2 separate regions of the Acanthopagrus latus genome follow, and region 1 is linked to region 2. Evidence: chromatin contacts called from public Hi-C data. All regions are on one chromosome and are shown on one strand. Each heading gives the region's core, a stretch centred on a gene start, on an enhancer-like site or on the middle of the called end of the contact. The rest is flanking DNA. Distances are from core to core; before and after follow the strand shown.

What was found. A called contact is a pair of places that touch in the nucleus more often than the background predicts.
Region 1: a contact with region 2 is called in a Hi-C map of liver, with 1.9 times the contacts expected there. The contact joins the promoter of xylb here to the promoter of eci2 in region 2. A contact is called at or near these places in 2 of 4 Hi-C or Micro-C datasets (liver and muscle).

What each region holds. Positions count from the first base shown.
Region 1 is chr19:24,360,343-24,365,231 of fAcaLat1.1, forward strand. xylb (xylulose kinase) reads right to left here and starts at 2,383. Exons shown (of 19, transcript XM_037079740.1): 1 at 2,300-2,383; 2 at 1,872-1,954; 3 at 1,401-1,470; 4 at 1,128-1,208; 5 at 662-748; 6 at 457-585; 7 at 267-332; 8 at 123-195. The coding sequence starts at 2,353. nub1 (NEDD8 ultimate buster 1) reads right to left here. Exons shown (of 15, transcript XM_037078876.1): 12 at 4,867-4,889; 13 at 4,697-4,774; 14 at 4,106-4,313; 15 at 3,120-3,679. The coding sequence ends at 3,537.
Region 2 is chr19:24,152,329-24,156,874 of fAcaLat1.1, forward strand. eci2 (enoyl-CoA delta isomerase 2, mitochondrial) reads left to right here and starts at 1,462. Exons shown (of 12, transcript XR_005071443.1): 1 at 1,462-1,651; 2 at 2,303-2,364; 3 at 2,933-3,036; 4 at 3,519-3,617; 5 at 4,073-4,264; 6 at 4,403-4,472. rheb (GTP-binding protein Rheb) reads right to left here and starts at 1,373. Exons shown (of 8, transcript XM_037078904.1): 1 at 1,170-1,373; 2 at 504-575; 3 at 308-375; 4 at 113-195. The coding sequence starts at 1,221.

The sequences.
Region 1 (4,889 bases), core at 1,133-3,632, 210 kb after region 2:
AACAAATCATGTCAGGAGTCAGTGAACGCATCGTGTCAGGAGTCAGTGAACGCATCAAGTCAGCAGGTGAAGGAACAATGGGTCAGTTCATACACAGAGGTCCGTTATAACTGGTTCTGTACCATCACTGTAGTCGATGGCAGCGTAGTCACCGAGGAAGAGAGAGGCGGCGAAGCTGCTGACCAATGAGATCCTCTGAAAACACAGTTTATGAAACATGAGTCTTCAGTGATGTCATGATTAAAGTACAGAAGCGGGAGGCTGACCTCGGTGTCCTGGTAGTCCTGCGGGCGCGTCTGTCGCACTTTGGCGATCTGGTTTCCTGTGAAACGCTGCAGACAGACACGATAAATCCAGTTCAGAGTCAACAGGAGTTCATCAGGATCTCAGATTTATAGAAACGTGCATCTTTCCATGAGATGCATGTCAGACAGACAGGCAGGGGGACAGTATGACCTCATAGGCTCTGGACCCGGTGATCTCTGCCAGCTTCTGAGCTCCTCCTGCTGCTGCCTGCAGGTCCTGACACTGCTGTCTGCTGCTGGAGTCCATCCACACAGGTGAGTCCAGCACTGAGAAACTGTCCTGTTAACACACACACACATGAGCAGGTGCAGATCACAGGTAACCACACATGTCTCGTCACCGTGGATACACACACCTGCAGCAGCTGGTACAGGTTCTGGCCCGGGTCGAGCCGTGCCAGGGTCTCAGACGCTCCTGTTCTCCAGTACACGCTGCCATGTTGCTGAGAGACAAACAGACGTTGTGAGGAAACATCTTCCCACCAAACTCCATTCACTTTTCTACACGTTTTAGTGGAACCTGATAACATAATTTTACAATGTTAAGAATACCAACATGATTTAGTTTGTACAAAAAAGATGAAGATGTCATATAAAGTTTGTTCTGTGGTAAACTGGCTTGATGTGGGCCTGCTCACAGTTTTAGAAACATCTTTCAACCAAACTCCATTCACTTTTTTACACGTTTTAGTGGAACCTGATACAGAATGCTAAAAATACAAACAGGGTTCAGTTTGGACAGGCCTGAGCTCTAGTGTGGTTCTCCAGACTGTCCACAGAGCGCTGTGGGCCGGCCCGGACCACACCTGGCTCTGGTCTCACCTGACCGCTGCCTGACAATGATCTGACACGGGAGAAGTCGAGCCCCGCCCTCTTCACCTTGTCCAACAGCAGGTCCAGAGCCTGATGACGGACACAAAGACACAACAACCAATCAGAGCGCAGCTCAAGGACACAAACACAGAAAAATGTGATTAGTCAGAGGTCAAAGGTCAGAGGTCACCTGATGAGTTAAAACTTTAACTGAGGACAGAAAACACCTGAATCATCATGACTGTGTGTGTGTGTGTGTGTGTGTGTGTGTGTGTGTCCTACCTTCACCCACATCAGTACAGGTGAGGTGACGGTCAGTCTGTCAGCGTGCAGGTGAACTCCTCCCTGAGTCCTGACACACAGACAGAACAGACTGAAACACCACTCAGTCTCTGTGATCCATTATCAAACTTTAACATTTCATCTGACAGACAAACAACAAACTGTTCTACCAAAATAAAACATAGAAACTGCACAAATACAACGTTACTTCAAAATAAAACACAAAACACAAACTGATTTAATAAAAGTTCTGTAACCAAAACTTTGTCTAATCTGCTCCGACATCACGTACAAGAACTAGTAGTTATACACAGTAGTAGTACACAGTAGTAGTACACAGTAGTTATACACAGTAGTAGTACACAGTAGTAGTACACAGTAGTTATACACAGTAGTAGTACACAGTAGTAGTACACAGTAGTTATACACAGTAGTTATACACAGTAGTTATACACAGTAGTGATCTGGTACCTGAACTCCGGCAGCTCCGGGTCAAACTGCACATTGTTCTGATGAACCACGTTCAGTCCTCCATCGATCGCCACCACCTTCAGCTGCAGAGCAGGTCACAGTACACAGGCGTAGTATCAGGAGTCACAGTTCACAGTACAGCCTGCTGCTGCTGTCTGTACTCACAGTACTTTTACTCTGTGCAGCGTGTACTTGTACTCACACTGAGTACAGAGTGTGTACAGTAACAGTCAAAGCCTCAGTGAGACCACGTACTTTCATCATCACACTCTCAGCTCAGTGTTTCGGCTCAGAGTCCATCAGAACCGCAACACTCACGACTCGAACACGATCCTTCCGCAGCTCACCTGCCGCACGTCGCACGCGGCCACGTACGTGGAGCGCGTGGCCGCGTGCGACGTGCGGGTGAATTAAATAAAGAGTTTTACCTGCTGAGTGCTGAAGTCAAAACCAAGGTGCAAAGGAGAGAGAGCGGCCATCATCACACACACACACACACACACACACACGCGGAGGAGGAGGAGTTAAATATTTAAAGAGACAGTACCCCTCCTTCCTGTAGATCAACATGAACACAGAGTTTATCTGTGATTTATATCATCTGTTAAATTCTAATTTAATATTAAAAACGTAATATTACTTATTTATTTGACTTTATTGCTGTTGTACTCTCCTGTTTTTTGTTTTGTTTTGGCACTGTTGTTGTTTTCTTCCTTCTCCTGGTGTGTATGCATTGTTTAACATAGTTATTTGTTTACTTTCTGTACTTAAGCCTCAATATTGCTTCGTAACCAACAATTTCCACATGTGTACTTGTAATGTGGGATATTCAAAAATCCCAATAAAATATTAATCATAAAAAAAACATATTATGAGAAAACATCTAAATATTCTGTATTCACACAGATTGCATGTTCACATGAAGATGAGTTTTTGTCTCCTGATTGTTCTTTTTATCATTCAGAGAACAAGTCGAACAGTTTGATTTTGTGCAGGTGATCTTCAGTTTGAGCGACATGTTTCCACTGCAGTCTTCATTCTGACAGTCGTGTGTCAGGAGCTCCACACACTTCACAGCACGTGTTAGCAGACAAACACTGCTGGTTCCTTCATACAAACATCATTTATTTAATAAACTCTTCATGCTGTAACTTGTTGTGTGAACAGGAACTGAAGCTGAAGTAATGGATTACACAGTACAGTAGTTGGAGTGGAGTACAGACTGTCAGTGATGCTTCAACAGACAGATGAAGTCAAACAAACCTTCAGTTTCTTTATTAACTCAACATCAACATGACATTAAATTAAAGTGGCCACAGTCAGCGAACACAAAGAGAGCAGCAGCTCTTCAACATCGACACTTCCTGTGCTTTCACCTCTGAACTCAGGATTTCATGGAGGAAACTAGAAATAATAACAAGCAGCCGCTTCTTCTTCTGCTCCAGTTTCAAATGTCAACTGAACATTTGTCTTGACAACAAAACTCAGAAACAGATTTATAGGATGGACGACACGGAGACCTGGTGACGAGGACGAGGCGTCACGTCTGCATGTGTCGTCTCAGCTTTGGCACTTCACTGTTACAGTCTTTGAAATAAAAAATCAAAAAACAAAATCAAGGTTATTGCTGTTTTAAATGGGTTAAAGTGTGTGTGTGTGTGTGTGTCACACGGTGTGTGTGGGCTCTCGGTTCAGGTAGGTCTTCATGGCGGCGATGAGCTGGCTCTCCTCCTCCAGCGTCAGGTCCAGGTAGTCCTCCTCGTGGCGGGAGATGTCCTCCAGCACCTCGTTCACCAGCTCGTTGTCCTCTGACGACAAACATCAGTCAAGTGTTAATGATTCATTATTAGTCGCTCCAAAATAAATAACTTCTAGCATCAGTGTGCTGTTACTTTATTGTTTTTAATGAATAAATCTCATCTTCAGGCTCAAAATGACTCTCTGGTCCGTCTCTTAATGCCGTCTGACTTCCTGTCTGTGGCTCATTGGTTCCTACTGAAGACGTAAAAACTAAAGAAAACACAGTTTTGTTGGGGACTATTTTCAGAGGCGGATTCATCTACATCTGGTTCTGTTGTCTGTCCCGCCTGCCGGTTCTGTGGTCCACAATACACTTCTGGAGCTTCACAGAAAAACAAAATAAGGAACGTGTTTCCTGAATTCTAAATCCTGTGATTTTTGAATGGAGTTTGGTGTAACGTTCCCCACCTTCTCCGCAGAGGTCAGGGCCCTACCTGTGGAGTTGGAGGAGGTGCTGGGCTCCTCAGAGGAGGGTGAGGGTGAGGAGGAGGAGGAAGAGGTGGAGGGCGGGGACACTGACAGGAGCTCCGGGGACAGGACGCCCTGGTTGTCCAGCAGCAGCTGAGTGGCCACCTGGACGTCTCCACCCGTCAGTCTGAGCGCTGCTTCAGACACCTGCCGCTCAAAGCCCAGGTACAGCAGCTGGAGCAGAGGAGGGCACAGCCATCAGCTTAGTGATTATGATGACACACGGGAGGATCCAACACACAAGACGACATTAACAGACACTTCAGGAGAAGAAGGTGAAACTCCAGCTCATTACTCATTCCTAGGTTTGAATATGCAAATGAGACAGAAACCTGAAACAAACACCTGAATGTGTTTTAGACGTTTAGATGTTGTGAAGTCACAACAGATTTCATCTCCATCATGTTTGTCAGAAGCTCCTGAGCTCCACTGTGAGCCGTTTGTCCCTGTCAGGCTTCTGTAGGAGTGAAGACTCAGTGTTTCCAGGGATCTGATTGGTCAGAAGTTGTGAGGTTTGCTGACATTGAGACAGACAGATGAACATGTAGAGTGCATACCTGCTCCACCTTCTCTGGACTGACACCTTCTGTGTTGTTGTTGGTCAGCAGAGCAGCCTGACTGGAGTCCAGCAGGATCTGAAGACCACACACACAACAACTGTAAGATGGTGATGAGACAGACAGGTAGACAGACAGACAGGTAGACAGACAGACAGGTAGGTACTGACTGCGCAAGCTCTGTCCACGTCTC
Region 2 (4,546 bases), core at 212-2,711:
AGAGGGAGTTTAATTAAGCTGAAGAATAAATTAAATTTAAAACAATAAAGGAGGTGAACAGAGTAAATATTAATGAAAGAATATAAATTAAAGAGATTAAAGAGTCGTCAACCTTTTGTAGGACGTGACGGAGTAGATGAGGATGTAACCGTCCACGTCGATGGTGTAACTCTGAGGGAAGATGGAGTACTCATCCTGCAACACACACACACACACACACACACACACACACACACACCATTTAACACTAATAATAACAGGTGTAGTTTGTTGTCGCCGTCCTCACATGAAACTAAAAAGAGCTCACCTGTCCGGCCGTGTCGACCAGCTGCAGGTTGTATTCCTGACCGTTCACCGTCATCGTCTTAGTGAACGCTGACACACACACACACAAACACACACACACATTAATCATAACACAAGTCAAACAGGATCAATACATCATCTGTCTCTCTTCAGGAAGGGGGCGGGGCTTCAGCTCGCTGTGACCACACCTCACTTACTGTTCTCTATCGTCGGATCATACGAGTCCACGAACTGTCCCTCCACAAACTGGATGGTGAGAGAAGACTTCCCTGGACACACACACACACACACACACACACACACACACAGGAAATAGCATGGTGTTAGTGAACGTAGCATCATGTTCAGGGACCAGTAGGAGAACAGAGCTCACAGACGCTGAGCTCTGATTGGTCAAACATGATCAATACTTATCAATAATAAAATGATTAGTAATAGCTACTGTCACTGTCAGTCTGTGTGTGCAGGTGGAGCTGGTCATCATGTAACAGTGTGCTCCAATCACAGAAGCTCCTGGACCAGCCATGATGCTGCAGCATCAGCACCACACCTGCCCTGCCTTCTCATTGGCTGTCAGCTTTATCTCATTATCTCGTGTGGATGGTTCAAAGTTGGACCTGAACATCTGTCTGCAGCTGTCAGAACACAGAGGTACGAGCACAGTGAGTCCTCTGGTTCCGTGTTGCGTTCACTGCCTCCTGTGGACCGACGGGATGACGGACAGGCAGATGTTCGTGGAGAACATGCTTTATAGGAACTGATAGTAGGGGCGTGGCTTCAGGCTGTCATTCGCCACAGCGTCATCCAACGCACTGCGCTTATTTTCTTCCGGCTATAAACGTGACGAGCACTTACCCACCGACCTGTAGCCCAGCACGGCGATTTTCCGGGATTTTGGCAGCGGCATGGTGTCATCTGGATCACCCGGCCCGGCGGACACAGCAGCAGAACTCCTGCATCATCTCGACCCTCAGTCAGCGCATCATTAATAAACGCTCAACGCTGATTGGCCACGCAACACGCACAGAGGCGGGTCTAAGTCGTGAGCGTACGTTCCAATTGGCTCAAAGGGGGACGCGCCGCTGACTCGAAGACGACGTCCATTCGACAAATCAGACTGCAAGACGTGTGTGTTCAGCCAATAGGCGAGCAGGAGATGACAGAGTGGGCGGGGCAAGCGGAGTAAACAGATACTAGCTGCTGGTTAGCTCTGCTGTGGCTAAAGCTAGTTAACTCTTCCCTGCCCCGCTTCGTCCCCACGAACTTTGGACCTCCTTCTCTGGGATTAAATGGCCGGCGTCGCCCTGAAGCTGTTCGCTCCCTGGCGTTTAGTCAAACTACGAAGGTGAGAATCAGAAACTGTGGCTGTCAGCGGACTTCACGGCGGTTTGAAGGTGTTAGCGGCGGTTTCGACTCTGCCAGGCTAACTTTAACTGCACAGAGGGGTCACAGTGCTGCACAGCTAATAGTTAGCTTGTCTAAGTTAGCAGTCTCAGAAGGGAAGTCGGTGCGTGTCAGTACTGTTGTGTCTTCACCTGCATAACGATGTTTTAGCTGTTAGCTTGCAGTGTAGCAAACATCTGACAGCTCAAGGAATGATGCTAACAAGCTAACAAGACAGTTAGCATCAGTCAGTCCTGCTCCAGGTGTTTATCTTCACTAACAGGTAAATGTGTGTAAAACTGTCTTTTAGTAGAAGTTCATGGAACAAATGTCTCTTATTAGTTATGTAATTAAGTGGTTATGCTAGCATAACAAAGCAGCAGTAGTTAGCCGTGCTAGCTGTGACCTTTGCTCCAGATTCAGAGCTCAGAGGTGGAGGACTGACATCACCTGATATTCACACTGAGTGTCCTTGTTGTTTCTAATCATTCATCCATTCAGCCATTATTCATCCTGCCCACAGACAGCAGAGTGGGAGATTTATTCAGAGGTCAGTTGATGTTCAAAACAACGAAAGCTTCTCAAATAAGCATTTTGTTTGCTTTGTCACCAGTTTGGTCAGAAGCTCCACAGTTCCCAGTCTGAAGTTTCACACCACAGCGTCTCCGATGATGGGTGAGTGTCTGGTCTATCTGTAATTCATCAGTCCATTAATGGATCATTTGACTAACAGAAATGAAGTCCAGTGATCACTCAGTCAGTTTTCAAAGTGTCCTCAGTGTGATCAAATGCTGCTTTTCTATGTTTTGTACCATTTTCAAGAGAATACCAGACAAACTTCACTCAGTTTCATACAGATCAGTACAGTTCAGACAAGCTGGAACAAGCTGAAACAAAGACAGAAAAACAACTTAAACATGAGGAACATGTAAAGTCAAACAAAAACAGACAACAGGACTACAGAAAAATAGATGATTACTGATGATCTGAAGAACAATAACAATTAATAACAACACAGCAAACAGCTGATCAGAGCTGAGTGTCACAGACTAAATGATTCATCGATAGAATGATTCTCAGTGTTGTTTGCTGCTCCGACTTGATCTTAGCAATTTAATTATTAGCTGATCAAATGACTCACAGTATCAGGTGCAGTCATGTTCTAGCAACATTACATGTTGATAGGATCAATACTGGTGATTATAAGTGATATTGGTGTGTGTGTGTGTGTGTGTGTGTTCAGGTGCGACGGTGGAGCAGTTTGAGCAGGCAAAGAGCAAAATGGCGACACTGAAGAACGACCCGGGCAACGAGGTCAAACTGAAGATCTATGCTCTCTTCAAACAGGTGGGACATGATCCAGGTGATCCAGTCTGAGTCTGAAGTGTTTCTCCTGCAGCTCTCTTATGTTTCCACTCTTCCTGCTGTATTTTTGTCTGAAGTGTGACTTCTTACTTTTGAATGATGCTAAATCTCTGTAGTTGACAAACCTGGGATTTGTTACCACAGCGGTGTTCCACTCAGAACCTGTGGGGGGCGCCAGATCACACAAAATGACAATTTCTACATCATCTCTGCTGCTTCTGCCATCATTCTTTGACCAAATGAGAGATGGATGTTAAAGTTTAATTTTTGTAGTGAAAAGTCTGTAAATTGCTTCAGGAGTACTGAGTCCAGACTGTCAGGCACAATGTAGGATTTGAATTTCTATGTTTCAGTGTCAAATATTGTTAGAAGACTGTCAAAGTTTGAATTATTGCCATCATAAAACATGCATCATATTTTTTAAAAGATCAACCCTCCTCCCCCTCTTCCTCTTCCTCTGTCAGTCCACGCAGGGTCCCTGCAACACTCCCAAACCAGGCATGCTGGACTTTGTCAACAAGGTTAAGTGGGACGCGTGGAAATCTCTGGGCTCCATCTCACAGGTACTGACACTGTAACCCAACGTGATGTTACTGTCCGCTGCAGGTGAAACAGGAAGAGATGATTTAATGTGGGAGGAAAGATGGATCATGAAACACTTCAGCTCGTTCTGAGGTGGAAATAAAATCCAATCAGGGTGAAGTGAACAGAGTAACATCAGTTTAATGCTGCATGTTTTCCCTGCAGAGTTTCCCTTCTCAAATCGCACAAAGCAGCTGACACGCAGTGAACTTTAGGACCCTGAGGAGTCCAGACTCCAGACTGCTGCTGATTCAGAGATCAATAGATCGACTGAGTACTTAATTAATCTCAATGGAAAATTAAAAAATATATCTACAGAGAGGAGACAGCAGGAAACACAAACTCATGAAGTCAATAAAGAATAAATTACATCAGTTTAATTCATCATGAGTCAGTTTTAGTGAAACTCTGAATAAACCGTCTGTTTCTCTCTCAGGAAGAAGCCAGGCAGCAATACTGCGACCTGATTGGCTCACTGGTGGAGGCAGAAGGCGGAAGCCCCGCCCAGGTGGGTGCACAGCCTGCTGGGAGCGGGACAGTGTACGAGACGCTGTTGGTCACTACAGAGGACGGCATCACCACCATCAAACTGAACCGACCGAACAAGAAGAACGCCATCACCACTGAGGTGTGTGTGTGTGCGTGCGTGTGTGCGTGTGTGCGTGTGCGTGTGCGTGTGTGTGTGTGTGTGTGTGTGCGTGTGTGTGTGCGTGTGTGTGTGTTGAACACAGACTGACTGACAGGACGCTCTTCTGTCTTCTCTCAGATGTACAACGAGATCATTGCAGCTCTGGAGCAGGCAGCGAAAGACGACTCAGTCCTCACTGTTCTCACTGGTACACACACACACACACACACACACACACACACACACACACACACTGAACAATGTGATATAAATGTCGTTAGA